Regions from separate parts of the Lactuca sativa genome. Here region 2 is linked to region 1. Evidence: chromatin contacts called from public Hi-C data. All regions are on one chromosome and are shown on one strand. Each heading gives the region's core, a stretch centred on a gene start, on an enhancer-like site or on the middle of the called end of the contact. The rest is flanking DNA. Distances are from core to core; before and after follow the strand shown.

Evidence for each region. A called contact is a pair of places that touch in the nucleus more often than the background predicts.
Region 2: a Hi-C map of leaf shows a contact between it and region 1, with 4 times the contacts expected there. The contact joins the promoter of LOC111897556 here to the promoter of LOC111897581 in region 1. A contact is called at or near these places in 2 of 4 Hi-C or Micro-C datasets (both in leaf).

The regions. Positions count from the first base shown.
Region 1 is chr3:106,297,144-106,299,843 of Lsat_Salinas_v11, reverse strand. LOC111897581 (RNA demethylase ALKBH9B) reads left to right here and starts at 1,390. Exons shown (of 6, transcript XM_023893538.3): 1 at 1,390-1,751; 2 at 1,995-2,609. The coding sequence starts at 1,562.
Region 2 is chr3:106,626,870-106,629,569 of Lsat_Salinas_v11, reverse strand. LOC111897556 (peptidyl-prolyl cis-trans isomerase Pin1) reads right to left here and starts at 1,263. Exons shown (of 2, transcript XM_023893514.2): 1 at 835-1,263; 2 at 102-436. The coding sequence starts at 1,075. The coding sequence ends at 312.

The sequences.
Region 1 (2,700 bases), core at 141-2,640:
TATGACGTGATACACACTATGTCCCACCATTAAAGGCGCCACGAACTACGGTTTTTCCCCAAACCCTCTAACTATTTTCCATAATATTATCAACTAAGAACATATGGAAAACAAGCGTTACACTAATATCTTACTCCTACAAGACCAAATGCCGCGTATACAATCAACAATTTGTCTCAATACATGTACATGCCACACACCATACATTGGGCACCAATTAAATAGGTTTTATGCGTTATCTTTGTGGCATAATAGATAAAGGATTTAACACTGTGCGTGATTCCCCATTCACACTACAAACCTTTGTTATTGCTAATCGAGTAATACACAAATATAACTATACTTTCACTATGCGGCACATTATTTTCCATAGTAAAAATCTCATCACTTTTAGTAGCCCGCTCCTCCACTAAACCATAGTATAAAAAGATAAAACATTGTTCCAACTATTATTGTTGAACTAATGTGGATCCAAAATATTCTAAACAAATTTTGTTTCATAGTTAAAATACTTCAATCATCTATTGTGATAATGTTGGAGAAACAAATCTCATGATAGATCCATTTTTCACTCCAAAATGAAGCACCTAATGCTAGCATACCATTTCATTTTGAACAAGTTCAAAATGGTGCAAGAAGAGTTACTCATGTTCAAACATGTGATCAAAGTGACGATATCTTAATAAAGTTACCATAACATTGTTAGCTTGAATTACTAGTATCAAAGATCGGTCAAATCGCTACTCTAAGGAGGCATTCAAAATTCTTCGTAATTTTGGAAACGGAGAATTTCATTTTCTATAAAAAATTTCGAAAAAATATTGAATTAAACGCGTTTTCATAATTCTCATTTTTCTTATAATTTTTTTTCCCAAAAAACGATTTATTTTTTTTTTTAAGATTTTCTAACATGTGTCCTAAAGACACATATAAGAAGCAGTAATTGAACTATTAATTAAAAAAAATTATACCATAATTAAATATGAAATTTATTTATTATAGAAAATATTCTTCATAATTAATACATTTTACATTTATAATTAATAGTTTTTATGTTTGATTTTAGAACACATGTTAGAAAATCTTTTTTTGTTTTTTTTTTTTTTTTTTAACTAAACACATCATAAATTTCTATATAATTTGAAGGTATTTAACGTGGATGTTCAAAACTCAGTTAGGACCGATATAGTCGATTTGGTTAAGTTCGATTCTTGGTTTTACCTTGTAATAACCTGATTTACCATCTAATTTTTAGCTAGTTTGTCAAAATTCGGTAAATCAATTCTTTCTTTTGTTTTGATTACTTTCCTTATTTCAACCTTAATCTAACAATATTCGTGTAAAATAAGGAAAGGAAATAGGAAAGGGGACGCTAATTACCTTTTTCTTTATTAAAAAAAAGCCTTATATTCCTTAACCCTTACTCAAAACAGTCAAGAAAATCCGTTTCTAGATCCACCTCCCTTTCCTCACACCCACAAAAACAATCCAAATCTTCTGCTTCAAGTTTGAACAACCCCCGATTCCTCCACCGGCGTCACTCACAACCACCACCGTCACCATGATCAACGGTGACGCTACCTCAAATCAATCACCGGAAGATGAAATTGACCCCTTCTTACGAGGTTACAACCCTAGCGATCTCCGAACTGCGTCGGAATTTCTCTCCAATTGGTTACCTTTCCTCTCTAAAGGCCTTTGCGACCACTGCTCTCAGTCCATCTCCGATCGCGTTCGATCTCTTCATCCAAGTATGTATTTTCTGAACTTATCAAGATTGCATTTTTTTTTCCTTTTCTTTTCCAAATAAGCTTTTCGTTTGATAGTAGTTGTAAAAATTTGATTATATAACTATAGTTTAACATGGTTTGCGTCCATTAACGAATTGGGATCTTGTTGTAACTTTAGATTCTGTTAATTTAGAGTTTGAAAATCCACCTTTTAAGAACCACACTGATTTAGTATTTTATCTCGTATTGATTGGTGATTATTAGTGGAGTACGATACTGAAACTGATCAACAACAACACCAAGAACACGAAGTAGAAGTTTCAACCCCAAATCATAGTGATTTTAGCGGAAGCATTGGCACTTCAGTCAACCATGGTGGTTGTAAAGATGCAACAACAGATAACAACGACACTGATGATACAAATTCCTTGGGTAGCTGGAAAGACGATGGAAACGCTACACCTGAACAAATTGAAGGAACATCAGGAAGTGAGAATACTCAATCACCACAAAACTTTAAACCCCCAAAACCACGAATGTCATGGGCTGACATGGCACAGGAGGATCTAGAAGCCGAGGAAGAAGAAGAAACCAATGGGCAATTTGGTAATTTCACTAGTAGCCAAACGGAAGAAACCGGGTCAGAGACAAAAACAACCCGAAAACCAGGGTTGTCAAGAGAACAAAGGGAACGTATTCGTTTCACAAATGTCAAAAGGAAGAAAGATTTTATTTGCTTAGAGAGAGTCAATGGCAAAATCGTAAATATCCTCGATGGGCTCGAGCTTCATTGTGGTGTATTCAGTTCGGTTGAACAGAATCGGATAGTTGACTTTGTTTATGAGCTTCAAGAGAAAGGAAAAAATAAAAAATTAAAAGGTTCGTAATTCGTTTCAACTTTATTCTCTTACTAAACACACACACACAAAAAAAAGTTATACTAATTTTTTTGTAAAAAAAAATCTTGTAG
Region 2 (2,700 bases), core at 14-2,513, 330 kb before region 1:
CTAACCTTTTTGGTGTGGAATATTGTATTCATGTTCATGAATTAAAGCTTGGATTCTTAATTTCTCTTTAGGTAAATGATAAGCACGATGATAAATACAAGTTAAGGGAAAAAGAAGGGAAAATCATTGAAATTGGTGATTCCAAAACCAGAGGTGAATAGTTGATTCAGATGTCACTGAAGTTGATAATCCCAAAACTCAGGTTATGATGACAATACAAGGGGAAAAAAAACGTGGTTTTATTGTGTTGATATAAAACTGAAACTGGAATGCACCTGATACATTTTGATCAGCATCTTTGCAAATTGCAATTAACAGGTTCTCAAGATGATGTGAACACCACTGTCAGTGTCCACAATCTCACTTATTTCACCAACCTTCAATGCGTATGTTGCATCTTCAAAGGGCTTCTGCATCTGGTTCCTTCCAAATGATCCTGTTTCAAAGTTTTCCATGAATGTTTCAGTTAACAATGTGCTCCAATTAGTAGTCAATTCATGAGTAATGTGCTACAAAAGGCCTAAAGAGAAAGATTAGGTATTTAGGTATGCATCATGATTCATGGCTCATCGCTCATGCTGCTGTTATTGATGTTGAATGTCTTGAATATCCACAGGAAAAACGTCTCTTTTGTATTACTAACTAATGTTAAAGATTCATGTAGTTGTTTGAATCTTCAGCTCTGTAAGGAAATTTATACAACTGGAAGAAACAGTCATATAGCATAACACGAATATAAGAATCAATGGTATAGCAATTTCGGAGATCAAGCATACGATTGCTAAAAATGAACTTCTGTAATTAAAGGGCAGAAGGTTAAAATTTTGGACATACCGAGATCTCCACCGCGCTTAGCAGAGCTGCAATCGGAGTAACGAGATGCGACGTCCTCGAACTTCGACTTTCCAGAAACGATGTCATCGCGGAGTGATTTGAGCTGAGACACAGCGGCCTCTCTTGTGGTGCTGCTGATGATTCGACCTTCTGGATCCTTCCAGGACGCCTTACGACGAGATCCTTGGTGCTTTATCAGTATGTGCGAAGCCCTAACTTTATCGGATGAAGACGACGACATTCTTAATTTCTTCTTGTGTATGATGATCAGCGGCGGCCGTCGGATCTGTGGTTTTCGTTCTCTTTCGATCGGAATCGATTGTTGCGGATTTCAAGGGGTTTTCCGGAGTGGCGGTTCACGGCGATCTTTGGAGCTTCATCTGAGAGAAGGTGCTTGTGTGGGGTGTAAATTTGATGATTTGTGGGGCTCGACATTACGGCGTCGTTTAGGTAATTCATAATGTAGAGAATAGAATATCTCGATAGACCCTTTAGGCTTTAGAAATAACGAAATGCCCCTCGTAACTCTAGTAAAAAACATGTGCAATTATTTCATTCATATTTGACAAAATTTTACAATTGGTCCCTGTGGTTTACAGAATATCGCATTTTAAGGACTTTCAAGCAAAAAGTCACGCGACTGGTCCATGTGGTTTGTAAAATTACATGAAAGATTCTTAATCTAACTTTTTAGCTGTTATATTTTAATGGAATAGACTATTTTTCCCTTCTACTAATATTGCAATACACTACAAACCTCAAGGACCATTCGTATAATTTTTTAAATTTGAAATTTTATTTATATATAAATTATAAATATAAATTTCGTATATATATAATTTATAAATATAAATTTTTTAATATATATATATATATATATATATATATATATATATATATATATATATATATATATATATATTCAACAATTTGATAATTTTTTTTTATCTATTTGACATTTTATTTTTTATTTTTATTTTATAATTTTAGTTATTTATGGTTCGATAAACCATATCAAAACTTTTTTTTTTCTTAATTATGAAATGAAACGTTAATGTTTTTTTTTTAAATTTTTCTTGTTACGGTTTATTTTTTTTATTTGAAATTTTTGACATTTCATCAATTTTTTGTTATATATATATATATATATATATATATATATATATATATATATATATATATATATATATATATATATATATATATATATATTATTCTTTTATTGTTTTTATATATTTTGATTCATGTAATGAAAAATAGAAAAACAAAAAAAATAAAAACTCAAACCCCAAAGTTGTAAAATACTCTAATATATTAATACATTTTACACTTTTCATATTTTTGGTTTTTTTCACAGTTTTTTATTAATTTTGGTTATTTATGGTTTTCGTAACTTTTTTTTTTATTTTTATTTGTGTAAGTAAAAAAATTATATTTATTTTCTTTATTTATATTTGTAAATATAAATATTTTATTTATGCGAATCAAAATAAAAAAAAAAGTTACAAAAACCATAAATAACCAAATTATAAAAAAACCAAAAAAAATCAAACACCAAAATTGTAATATACTCTAATATATTTATACATTTTACACTTTTTGGAAAAGGTTAAAAAAAATTATCAAGTTGACGAAAAATAAAACGAAACAACGAAAAAAATAAAAATAGAAAATAATTAAAAAATAATATGAAAAAAAATTTAAAAAAATAATACTAAATTTTTTTAAAAAAAAATACAAAAAACCAAAAAAAAAATATGAAAATGTAAAATGTATTAATATATTAGAGTATACTAGAATTTGGTGTTTGATTTTTTGTTTTTTGTTTTTCTATTTTTCATTACTTGAATTAACATAAATAAAAAG